Regions from separate parts of the Mus musculus genome. Here regions 2 and 3 are each linked to region 1. The links are chromatin contacts, called in public Micro-C and promoter capture Hi-C maps. All regions are on one chromosome and are shown on one strand. The core of a region is the stretch at or near the end of the contact, and the rest is flanking DNA. Distances in the headings are between cores, read along the strand shown.

Region 1 (4,099 bases), core at 823-3,322:
ATCTGACGCCCTCTTCTGGCCTTGGAGGATACTAGGTACATATTTGTACATAGTCATACACATAAAATAAAAATCTTTTTAAAAATTACAAAAACAGGAGTTTGGAGAGATAATTTAGCAGTTGAGAGCACTTGCTCTCAGAGGACCCAGTTTCAATTCCCAGCATCCACGTCAGGTGGCTCACAACCACCTGCACTTCCATCCCAGGGAATCCAAAGCTGTCTTCTGGCCTCCAACGGCATGAGGCACTCTTACAGTGCAGGCATGTAGACAAAATGCCCATAGGTATAAAATTTAAAATAGGTATAAACAAGCAAACAAAAAGTTAAATTAAAATTACAGAAACAGGAGCACCATATACCTGGTGGTACATATTCATGGATGAGATTTGAGGGCCTAAAAATTGGATTATTTTTAAAACACACAGAACGTTGGTCTCATGAAAATAACACCATTTATCCCTTTTGTTCAGTTCTCCGTCACGTGTCTGAGTTTGGATTCTGTAATCTCAGATTTTAAAGGGCACCGCAGGAAGGAGGATGGGCCTGTGTGTGTGATGGGTGTGTCTAGCTCAGCGTCCCCACATCCGGTTCTGACAAATCATCCCAACATCTGAAACCAAGCCGCTTCAGCACTGGTGATGAGGCTCGTGACTGAGTGCTTATTTTGGATGTGTAAGGGCCTGGGTTTCATCCCTAACACAAAACCCAAAAAGTAAACCAAGCAGTTTGGCCTGGAGGGGGTCCTGTGACCACTACAAAATCAGGTATGAGTGAGGGTCTCCTGTTCTAACACAACCTCACGAAACTCTAGAAGCCTGGAAGAGCCTGGCCATGCATGCCTCTCAGGACGTGGTTGCCTAGGTGGATCAAGTTCTAGGATTGCCTGGGCTACACAGTAAACTGGAGGCCAGTCTCAGTTATAAGGGAAGACTGCCTCAAAAATTAAAAATCACGGGCTGGAGAGATGGCTCAGCGGGTAAGAGCACCCGACTGTTCTTCCGAAGGTCCGGAGTTCAAATCCCAGCAACCACATGGTGGCTCACAACCATCCGTAACAAGATCTGACTCCCTCTTCTGGAGTGTCTGAAGACAGCTACAGTGTACTTACATATAATAAATAAATAAATCTTTAAAAAAAAATTAAAAATCACAAGGGAGTATAAAAACCTGGTGTCATTTCCAGGTGGAATATCTCAAGGCCAGGCTCTTGCCTTCCAGGTGTGATCACAAAGACTGGGGAGGGCGGGGAGTTAGGACAGCAACAAGATAGCATGGGTTACTTTCCTAAGAGGGAAGCCAAGAAGAGAAAGGGGAGAAAAGATTACATCCTGCCTTAGCGTGAAACCCACCAATGGTGAGATACATCACATCCTCTTGCTAGGTGTCTTCATCTAGAGGAAGAGTCTGCACTTTTGTCACGTGGGCGACAGGAGCTAATAGACTTCAAACACACTCTGGAAAGGAAGTCCTCTGGGCTAATAAACAGTAATAACAATGACCATTGCAATTCGGCCGCCTTGGAGCACACCTGCACTGCACGCCCTATCATTCAGCTGCTGTAGTCATCCCAACCACTCATTCACAAGAGAAAAGCGAGGCTCAGAGGAGAGATTTTTTTCCCGAGGGAATGCTAAGAGGGGATCAGTAGGAGGCTGGCGCCAGGTTCAGCGTGGAGCAGTGTATATGCCCAAGCTGAGGATCGACTGATGGGGACAAGGTCAGCCAGCTGTCGGGGGTCCGCACCTGCAACCCAGGAAGAGGTGGTTGGCCCAGACCATGGATAAGGACAGCAGCTGGTCCAGGCGGCCGCCGCCGTCGGGTGGGTCTCGGTAGTCAGGCAGGTGGCGCAGGATGAACTCCATGCGCGCTTTCCATTGCTTCTCGCTCTCCGAGTAGGAACGAAACTGCTCGGCGAAGTCGGCGGCCTGCCGCACGCCGGAAACTAGCTTCTCCACCGCGGCGCTGGCCTCGCCACCCACCATGGCTCCCGCTGCCGCAGCCGCTGCCGCCGCTAAGGATCGCACCAGCCCGCCGCTTTCCCGACACGCCCCGCGCCGCCGCCGCACGGCTAGAGCGACCACGGCTGAGGGCGAGTGCTCTGGAGGACTTATCTGGAGCGCCCTCGCGGGGCACGGAGGTCTAGTGCAACCCAGCGTGTGTGGCAACTGCTGGGGAGCTTGAGGCCCGCCAGCATAGAGCTGGCAGCTAGGTGCCCATTGGGACTCTGCAGTGCCCTTTTTGCCCTGGGTCGTTCACCGGGCATCTGTCTATCCTCAGCCACACCTGAGGTTTGCCCTAAGTTCTGTGGCTGTCCCTTGGGAGTGAGGTCCTCTCTTTTATGGATCCACTGTTATCTCAACATCTTCACTGAGGTTGTGTTCTCCTATCTTGCTGTATTCATCATCCAATCAGTACATACAAGGCATTTTGTTTCGTGCCCAGGATGCCCCACTCTAAAGGACTTTGTGAGGGACCCTCATGGTGGAAGGAGAGAACCAACTCCTGAAAACTGTCCTCTGACTTCTACATGCAAGTTGTGGTACTTTGATGTACACACACACACACACACCAAGCAAGTAAATAAATGTAAAAATATAAAATGTAAGCTTGAGTCAGAAGAAAGCCTAGAACTCAGGACCTCCAGATCTAGTGAAGGTCTTAAGTGGTGAGTGGGCTTCAAGGAAGTTCATTATATACTGTTTACTATTGCAGATCCTTCCCTCCCGCTCCCCCAGGGTCATACACGGCCAAGCTGGCCTACAACTGCTTGCTTGCTCCCTTCTGTGGCTTCTGTGGCAGTGTTAGGATCCCAGCAGGCAGAAATACAATCCAGTCCGCAAATGCCAGAGCAGTGAGGACCAGCACCAAGCTGGGTGCTCTCACCTCAGGAAGACACAGTGCTGACACTACGGCTTGGAACATCTGAACCAAACATGAGAATCCAAAGACAGAAACAGCTTTCCCCCAGCAGTCAGCAAGTTAACTGGATAACAGCGACCAGAGCTGAGTCCCAGGATACAGATGCCATACCCTGACTGATACTGCAGTGGCAGGTTCCCAAGTGAAACCTCAGATACCCAGAGTCAAGGTCCCTGGTAATTCTGATTCTAGCTTCAGCTGATCAGACTCTGAGGACATTTGATGTGCCAGGCACAGTGACAGACACCTTTTGTCCCAGCTACTCCATATGTCAAGGCAGGAGAATTATTTGAGCCTGGAAATTTGCTGCCATCCTTATCACCAGAGAAAGATGCTTGACTCTTAAAAACACTGCGGAGGCTTCAGTGAGCTACATCCTTGGTTCCTTGGTTGTGTACTGCAGTGGTTGGTCTAGAAATGAGAGCATGGGGGCTAGAGAGATGGCTCGGGAGTTAAGATAACTGGCTGCTCTTCCAGAGGATATGGGTTCAGTTCCCAGCACCCTCATTGTGGCTTACAGCCACCCACAACTACAGTTGCTTTGTTTGTTTTGTTGTTGTTGTTTTGTTGTTTTTTAATAACATAGGCCATAAGCCTATGCCTGAGCCTCTCCAGAGCTGGTATTTTAAGTGTGTTCCACCATGCTATTGGATTTTGATATAAATTTTAGCATCTCTTTGTTGACTTCTAGAGAAGCAGACTGTTGATATTTCATACGGGATCATGTTGACTACATAGATTCATTGGAGAATTAACATATCACTAGCGAATCTTCTAGTTTACAAACATGGCAACGACACATCTTTCCATCTAGTCTGGCTTTTTGTGCATGTGCTTTTGTTTTGTTGTTTTATTTACTTAGTTTTTGAGATGGTGTCCCTTTCTGTGGTCCAGAGAGTTCTTGAAGTCTCAACCTTCCTGCCTTAGCTTCCTAAATGCTGTGGTTACAGGTGTGCTGCTGCTGTATGTATGGGAAGTGGTACTTGCTTTTTAAAAGCAGGTTCTTAGGTAACCCAGGATGGTCTCAAACTCCTTTGGTAGCTTAGGCTAGCTTTGAAATACTGATCCTTGGACTTCCATTTAGGATTGCAGGCATGAGCCAGTATATCTGCTTTGTGGTTTGCTGTTTCTGTTTCTTTGCTTGCTTGCTTATTTTGGATGTGAGTGAGTGGTATTAG
Region 2 (4,099 bases), core at 1,105-3,604, 180 kb after region 1:
CTGGAGAGGGTGAGCTCGGTCTTCAGAGGTGCTCCTGTTAGCACTTCCTCACTAGCCACAGCCAGTGGACTCTACTCCCTCGCACTCTAACAGTCAGCACCAGCTCAGACCATCCCTGACCCAGTCAGGCGCTTCCTCAGACAAAGCTGAGAGTTGCTCTCCGACAACTCCAACTGCAACTATCATCAGGCTGCCCAGAGGGAGTTCACTGTGTTTAGTTTAATTATTCAACTTACATCAAGTTCTTCTTTTGATTCTAACAGCCTTTCATGGTCTGCACAATCCACAAGAAATACAATGCCATTGATAGCAGGAAGGTAGTTTTTCCATACTCTTCGGGCTAACAAAAACAATCAGGAGTTAGGATTTATGTGTTGGTCAAACCTAGCGGATGGTTTGATGGAAGAGTCCAACAAGGCCTCCAGTGTACTGGCGTCTCCCTTTGGCTGCTATTTTACTGTACAGCCAACTGCATTTTTTGCCAAAGACTTTAGTACCAAATCTTCCCCAGAAAACCAAAACAAATGTCAGACTCTCCGTGATTCGGGGCAATGAAATCCTTTACTCTTCCCCATTAAGAAATAGAGTTAGGAGCAGGAGAAATGGCTCGGTGCTTAAGAGTGCTTCCTGTTCTCCCAGAGGACCGCAGCTTGGTCCCCAAAACCCACATCAGGTGGATCACAACTGCCTGCAACTCCAGTTGCAGGGGAGGGGACCCAACACCCTCTTCTGCTTCCACAGGTGCCTGCACACAGGCTGCACACACATGTGTACACTCACAGACACAGTGACTCTCATTATTAAGGTCACTAGAAAACCACTATAAACTCTCATCAACTAATTTAAGCAGTGTGTGTGTGTGTGTGTGTAAGTGCAGTATTTTTTGACATTTCTCATTTCTGAAGTTTAAGTGGTAAGTATGAAATCAACAACAGATGGGTGTTAGTGCCAAGTACAAGCTTGGCAAGTTACAAACTGTTGTATTCAAAACAGGAAACAATTTTTTTTAAAGATTTATTTATTTTTATTATATATAAGTACACTGTAGCTGTCTTCAGACACTCCAGAAGAGGGAGTCAGATCTCATTATGGGTGGTTGTGAGCCACCATGTGGTTGTTGGGGTTTGAACTTCGGACCTTCAGAAGAGCAGTCGGGTGCTCTTACCCACTGAGCCATCTCACCAGCCCCAGAAAACAAATTTAATTAATGAAAATATTCTAAATAGTGCCACCAGCTAGGGACAAAATGGTCAACATATAGCCTTGTAAGAACATTTCTTCCTCAACTCTGAGAGCATTCAAATGGAGGCTGGAGCCATGGCTCCGTGCTTAAGTTGGATGCTCCTCCCTCCAGAGGACCAAGGCTTTGTCCCAGCACCCACTAGCTTTTCACAATCATCTCTAACTCTAGTCCCAGGGAATCCGATGCCCTCTTCTGACCCTGAGGGCACCAGGCACACGAGGTACACAGACAAGCATGTGTGAAAAATACTCAAGTAAGTAAATCTAAACAAAAAGCATTTTCTTTCAGTAGTAGAGAAACATTTCTCCACTGTCTTCAAGCTTACCTTGTTTCTCATGACAAATGTGCTGCTTCTCTGCTTTGATTTCTTATTTCTGTGTGTGAGAGTGGGGGGAAGCACGTGTGGAAGTCAGAAAACAAATGTTGGGCGTCTGCTCTCTCCTTATACTCAACTCGGCAGCAAGCGCCCACGGCTACTGAGCCACCTCCTGGCCTGATATGCTTTCCTCTCTCTTAGCTGCGATCTCTGCGGGCCCCATGTCTTTCTGCTTCCCTCCTCTAGGTGTTCTTCTCAGTTAATGGCCCGAGCACTTTCATTTCTGGGGCTTTAGTGTTGTTTGCATCACATTGTGCTTGGTATTCATCGAGCTCTTTGCATTTGAGAGGTGACAGTTTTCTTGGATTTATTGCACTTTTTATGCATAAGTGCTTGCCTGCATACGTGTCTATGCAGCGCATATGTGCCTGGGAGCCAAGAAGAACAAAAGGAGCTGGATTCCCTGGAACTGGAGCTATGGGTGGCTGTGAATCTCCATGTGGTTGCTAAGACTTGAACCTAGGTCCTCTGCAAGAGCAACAAGCATTCTCAACCACTAAGCCGTCTCTCCAGCCCTAAGTTTCCATTTTCATCAGAGTGGAAAAACTGGGATCTGATATCTCACTTATTTTTTTCTATCCCTTTCCTGGGGAATTCCTGGTACACATGCATTTTACCCCAGCTTTTTAAATGTTTTTATTTTATGTGTATGAGTTGTGCTGGTATGTATGTGTGTCTGTCCACGTGCATGCAGTCCCCACAGAGGCCAGCAGAGGGCATCAGATCCCCTGGAACTGGAGTTACAGAAGGTTGGGAGGCATCACGTAAGTGAGAGAATTAAAGCCGGTCAGTGCATTCAGTGCTCTTAACCACTCTGCCCGCTCTCCAGCCCATTCTTCAGGTTCTTAAAATGTAGGTCAAGAAAAATCTGATAACAGTCAAAGGTTTCTGAATGTTCAAGAACAAAAACAAACTAAAAAACCGGAGCGCCTTGATTCTGGTGTGTCTCCGGCACTGCTGGCTCACGTGCGTCTGTTGCAGCACTTGGCTTCCCCGCAGTCTTGGTGCAACCACATGAACATGTACTGGGCACATCACACCACACAGCTCCAAGCAACACTGCTTCAGATGCCCTGGCTCGGATTCCCGACTACCATGTGAGGAACTGCAAGGTCTTAGCTGTGCAGACAGTTTTCTGTTCTTCTAGAAACATAACGGGCTGGAGAGGTGGCTCAGTGGTTAAGAGCACTGGCTGCTCTTCCAGGGAACCTGGATTGACTCAGTTTCCAGCACCCACACGGCAGTTCACAACTGTGTGTAATTCCAGTTCCAGAGGATCTGACACCCTCACATAGACATACATGTAGCCAAAATACTAATGCACATGAAATAAATTTATAAAAAAAGAAAGAAAGATATGGTTTAATTTCAGAAAGCAAAGACTTTCAATATTTTCCTACCACCGTTTCTCAGAATGTAAGTATCAAACTAATATAGCTCTGCATTGTACTGTTTTTGAATGACTTATTTTAAAAACTGTTGCTTAGGGCTGGCGAGATGGCTCAACGGGTAAAAGCACTGACTGCTCTTCTGAAGGTCCCGAGTTCAAATCCCAGCAACCACATGGTGGCTCACAACCACCCATAATGAGATCTGATGCCTTCTTCTGGTGTGTCTGAAGACAGCTACAGGGTGCTTACATATAATAAATAAATAAATCCAAAACAAAAAAACAAAAAACAAAAAAACCCTTTTACTTAAGTTGCTGATTGCGGTTGCATAAAAAGAGGGTAAAAATCATTAAATCATTAAACACCCAAACATATAAAAGTAAATAAATCTTAAAAAGAGAAAGAAAGAGCCAGGCCTGGCGTGGGTCTTGAGTTTGAGGCCAGTCTGATCTAGAGAGCGAGTTTCAGGACAGCCAAGGCTACACAGAGAAACCTTGTCTCAGAAAAAAAAGGGAATTTGAAAAATGTTACAGATTCTGTCTCACAGTAAAAATATTCAGCTATCATTTAATTCTTTATGTAAAAACAAGCAAATATAGCCATCTTATTAGTATGCAAATTTGCCTTAATCTTTAATAAGTGGTAAAATTATATGTATATATGTATCAAAGACTTTTTACAAATAATTCTTTGATTTTTTATTAAAAATTAATTAACTAAAGTCTATAAAAAAATCATGAAGGTAAAGCCGGGCGTGGTGGCACACGCCTTTAATCCCAGCACTCGGGAGGCAGAGGCAGGCGGATTTCTGAGTTCGAGGCCAGCCTGGTCTACAGTGTGAGTTCCAGGACAGCCAGGGCTACACAGAGAAACCCTGTCTCGAAAAACCAAAAAAAAAAAAAAAAAAAAATCAGGAAGGTAATTTTTTTTCTTGAGACAGGGTTTTGGAACAGGGACATCCTTGGCTGTCCTAGAACTCACTCTATAGAACAGGCTGCCCTCTGCCTCCTGAGTGCTAGGATTAAAGGTGGGCACCATCACCACAGGCTCAATTTTTATTCTTAAAAAATAAATTTTATTATTTTATGT
Region 3 (4,099 bases), core at 958-3,457, 160 kb after region 1:
GACAAATTGATGATTTTCCAAAGGTCTTGAGGGAAAGAATGCTAGCGACCTGGCGGTTGCCCAGAGGAACCGGGTTTACCAACTTGCACTTCCTGGAATCTGAGCTGGTAGCCAGCCCTGTTTGTTTTTGAGTTCTTCATAAGCCTGCCAGGACAACTGTGGTCTGGGGTTAGGGCAGGTACCAGCCTTGTGCAGTTTCCTGACAGGGGCTAGTTAGAAACAGCTGGTGGGGATGAGAGACGAGGTGTATGTGACAGTCAGCTGCTTGCGCCAAAGAGACCCAGCTGCCAGCCTTCTGAGTGGCTCGGGCCTTCCTCAGCTGTGGTCACCAGGGCACCTGAAACCTTGTAACCTGAGAGCAGGTCAGGGAAAGGAATCTGGATTAGGGATTGACTGCTATGATCAACTTGAGACTCAGAAGGTCAGCCAGAGATGTGCAGAGGAAAACAAGGGAGAAAAGTAGCTTGTTGAAAAACAAAACAAGGGGCTGGTGAGATGGCTCAGTGGGTAAGAGCACCCGACTGCTCTTCCAAAGGTCTGGAGTTCAAATCCCAGCAACCACATGGTGGCTCACAACCATCTGTAACAAGATCTGACTCCCTCTTCTGGAGTGTCTGAAGACAGCTACAGTATACTTACATATAATAAATAAATAAATCTTTAAAAAAAAAAACAAAAAACAAAACAAAACAAAGCAAAACAAAAAACCACCCATAACACCCATTACCCACTGCTATTTGCAGAATCCAAGGGGCTAGTTGGTTCTGGTATCAGTTGTTTGGGATATTGGGCTGCAAAGACGTAGCTCTTGCCTCCAGCCACAGCTTCTGGCCACTCCTTGCTGAAGAATCATCTTCCTGTCTCCAGAAAGGTCTTGGCTGTTGTTATAAAGGATTGTTTTCCAAGACAAAGGGCTGCTGCCTTCAGACATGCTGATGGGTTTCTCTGCAAAATATCATTAAACAACCAAAGGCATAGCTGAGCTTGTTGGCTGTTGAGGTTTCCCCATGGGAGGAGGGATGGAGGGTCTTGGGACCTTCACCTGACTATCCAGATACTCCTTCTAGCTGATCATAATTGTGTTCTTTCCTAACTGTGTGTGGCCTTGGGGGTTTCAGGAGGGGCTTGGAAGACCTGAAAGAAGGGGGCTCCATGTATACAACCACAGAAGCCATTCATTTTTGTGCCCACCTTCTAGTGCCGCTTCTCAGAGATCACCCATACTCCTTTGCAACCCCCTCATCCTTACTCTGTGAGTAACTTTAGTGAAGTCATTGGCTCCCTAGGCTGAACTTTGGTGGAATCCAACTTTGGCTAGTTTGTGGGAGCTAAGGAGGAGCAGGGTAGACGATTCCTAATCCCCACCCCTCAATTCTCTCACATATGATACAGGACACTGAGACAGAAATTGTACTTGGAGGCCATAAGACTTACTAAATGCCATGGACAGTCAGACGGCTCTGAAGAGAGGGAGTCAGAGCCCATGTGGCAGAAGTGGGTGTCTCTTGTTTACTTGTTTTTGGAGACAGGGTTTCTCTGTGTGGCCCTGGCGGTCCTGGAACTCACTGTGTGTCAGGCTGGCCTCAGACCCACAGAGAGATATCTGCCGCTACCTCCTGAGTGCTGGACTTAAAAGTAAGCACCACCACCGTGCGGCTTTCTTACAACTTTCTAAGGAGAGAAGTTGGACCACACAAGCCTGTAGCCAGGCTCTCCAATCCCGGGCAGGAGGAAGAGAAAGGGGGTGGGGAGTGGGGCGTGCGGCCAGAATGCCTCCTCTGAGTTAAATTCAACTCCCCAGGTGAGACTCTTCGTCCTAACTAGAGACTCCACAGTGTCCCCAGCTGGGCACCTGCCAGGATCCGTGGGCGGACAAGGCTGCTGTAGGTATGTGTTGGCCTAAGCAACAGCTGAAGGGGTTTTTTTAGGTACTATTTATTTTTATTTCATGTGTATGAGTGTTTTGCCCTCATGTACGTGCACCTGTACGTGCTTGGTGTCAGGTTACTTCCTGTAGAGAGGTTGAAGGGGGTAAGAGCGAGGTTTGGTCGGACCTTAAGTGAGACCGTGTTTATTCACAGTGAAGAAGCATTTCATCACCCACGTCTGGGTGGCCAAAATGCCTACAGAAGACAGTACTCCAGTTCCTTGTGAGGCGGAAACAACTACCAGCTACATTGTAGTCCCACCCTTCCAGGAACTCCTTGGTCTGGCTGCAAGGGACGATGGGAAATGTAGTCTTTTGGCAGGAAACTCTCACTTGATGTTCACAGAAACCTGAGAACTGAAGTGGATGTTGGACTCTTTAGTGCCAGAACCAAGAGCAGCAAGTTCACTTAAGCACTGAGCCTTCTCTTCAGTTCCAGCAGCTGGAACCCTCCCTCTCTCCCCATAAGGTCTCACTCAGGCTAGTCTTTTTTTTTTTTTTTTAAGATTCATTTATTTATTTAAAGTACGTGAGTACACTGTAGCTGTCTAAAGACACCCCAGAAGAGGGCATCAGATCCCATTACAGATGGTTGTGAGCCATCATGTGGTTGCTGGGAATTGAACTGAGGACCTCTGGAAGGGCAGTCAGTGCTCTTAACCTCTGAGCCATTTCTCCAGCCCATCAGGCTAGTCTTAAACTTGTGGCAATACTGGGATTGTGAGTAGAGTAATTCTGGTCAAAGCCTGAGCTCTGACAGGGCTAACACCACAGGCTCTGCCACTCATCCACAGTACATTAAATACATAGACATTAGTGAAAACAGACAAAGGAGATTTAGTTGGTGTGGCCACATTGGGAAGAGAAGCAGATAGAGAGCTTTAGTGACCTCCACCCCCAGCCCAAAATCCATCTTCAGCCCTGACATGAGGTTTAGGTTTGAATAGAAAGCAAGAAGGAAGCATGCTTAACTAAGCCATTGTGGTCAAAGTGTGGTCCACCCATCCCTGACCCATCATTGTCTGTCCTCTCAGGTGGGCTAACAGTTGTCAGAATTAAATCTCTCTCCAGGAGGCAAGTTCTTCCTTCAGCCAGCACCAGGGCTTGCAACCTTTTCCTTCTTGGGACCCTTGTTTCATTTGTTTCAATAGCCTGAGAGTAGTCAGAGACGAGTCTCTAGACCAGCTTCACCTGTAAAGACTGTTAGGGTCACAGGATTACAATCGTGAGCTGCCAGCCTCCCAAATGCATCCTATTCACGATCCTCTAGGGTCCTCACAGCATAAACATCTAGTCCAGTTCAGTTTGACTAGGCAGCCATGAAGCAATTTTCTAACAGTCGAAGCATCTTGCCGCCACCTTTCTGAATGCAGTCATTTCCAGGGTGACCTTTCCTGTGCCTCTACTATACCCTGCACATGGGATGGACTGCACCATCTTGTTCAGGCCTAGCCAGTCCCAGGCCAGGGGTTAATATGAAGACTGGTCAGATATGATCTCAGCTGTATCAAGAGTCTCACCTCAGGGCTCAGTCAGGTGCTTCTCAGGTAGACATTGCCTCTGTTTCAGTAACTTCAGCTTGTCTGTAACATAGTCACTTATTACTTTTGTATTTTTATTTGTATTTTGCTGGGGATCGAACCCAGAGCCTTAGTCATGTTTCTGTTCTACGACTGAACTGTGTTCAGCCTAGCGTATGTTCTAGTTTTACTTCAGACCAGAGTTCCCACAGTACCACACACGTGTCAGTGTGTAAGCTCAAAGGCCAGTCTGCCATTTTGAGGATAGTCCTGACTCCAAATAAGCTTTTCTGGTCTGCTAGTCTGTGAGCCTTGTGGACGATGGCTCTAATCTTAGCTTAGAAAACAAGTGTCATACAAGGTTCGTGTTGGAATCAGTACTGAACCTAAAGAACTTATGGTGGGTAAGAAATGGGTGAGGGCTGGGCGGTGGCGGTGGCGGTGGCACACACCTTTAATCCCAGCACTCGGGAGGCAGAGGCAGGCAGATTTCTGAGTTCGAGGCCATCCTGGTCTACAAAGTGAGTTCCAGGACAACCAGGGCTATACAGATATACAGAGAAACCCTGTTTTGAAAAACAAAAACAAAAAAACAAAAACAAAAAACAAAAAAAAAAGAAGAGAAGAAGAGAAGAAGAGAAGAGAAGAGAAG

The links. Promoter capture Hi-C pulls out the DNA fragments that hold promoters and counts their contacts. Hi-C and Micro-C count contacts between places; a contact is called where the count stands out from the background.
Region 2: a promoter capture Hi-C map of embryonic stem cells shows a contact between it and region 1. The contact joins the enhancer-like site here to the promoter of Cdkn2aipnl in region 1. A contact is called at or near these places in 11 of 39 promoter capture datasets (the C10 cell line, the HPC-7 cell line, cranial neural crest and 6 more), 1 of 15 datasets of contacts at CTCF or cohesin (the NIH/3T3 cell line), 3 of 484 Hi-C or Micro-C datasets (3T3-L1-derived adipocytes, bone marrow-derived macrophages and nephron progenitors), 8 of 115 datasets of contacts at active chromatin or transcription factors (the SCID.adh cell line, bone marrow-derived macrophages, embryonic forebrain and 4 more) and 2 of 9 other capture datasets (adipose tissue and pancreatic islet).
Region 3: a contact with region 1 is called in a Micro-C map of embryonic stem cells, with 3 times the contacts expected there. The contact joins the enhancer-like site here to the promoter of Cdkn2aipnl in region 1. A contact is called at or near these places in 20 of 39 promoter capture datasets (the 3T3-L1 cell line, 3T3-L1-derived adipocytes, the C10 cell line and 13 more), 10 of 15 datasets of contacts at CTCF or cohesin (CD8 T cells, the G1E-ER4 cell line, the NIH/3T3 cell line and 4 more), 170 of 484 Hi-C or Micro-C datasets (the 63-12 cell line, the AML12 cell line, B cells and 91 more), 56 of 115 datasets of contacts at active chromatin or transcription factors (the 230-238 cell line, CD4 single positive thymocytes, the HPC-7 cell line and 37 more) and 5 of 9 other capture datasets (adipose tissue, embryonic stem cells, liver and 2 more).

What each region holds. Positions count from the first base shown.
Region 1 is chr11:51,965,604-51,969,702 of GRCm38.p6, reverse strand. It overlaps Cdkn2aipnl (CDKN2A interacting protein N-terminal like), which reads right to left and starts at 2,072. Exons shown (of 3, transcript NM_029976.3): 1 at 1,746-2,072. The coding sequence starts at 1,984.
Region 2 is chr11:51,784,391-51,788,489 of GRCm38.p6, reverse strand. It overlaps Sar1b (secretion associated Ras related GTPase 1B), which reads right to left. Exons shown (of 7, transcript NM_025535.2): 5 at 237-340. Among named protein-coding and RNA genes, the nearest start is that of Sar1b, 23 kb to the right of the region's middle. Within about 2 kb of position 2,354, at least 5 of the 459 cell types and tissues checked have an H3K27ac peak or open chromatin away from gene starts, as enhancers often do. A contact at or near this core is called in embryonic stem cells, where this site is marked.
Region 3 is chr11:51,803,474-51,807,572 of GRCm38.p6, reverse strand. No RefSeq gene overlaps it. Among named protein-coding and RNA genes, the nearest start is that of Sar1b, 42 kb to the right of the region's middle. Within about 2 kb of position 2,207, at least 254 of the 459 cell types and tissues checked have an H3K27ac peak or open chromatin away from gene starts, as enhancers often do. A contact at or near this core is called in the 63-12 cell line, CD4 single positive thymocytes, CD8 T cells and 65 more, where this site is marked.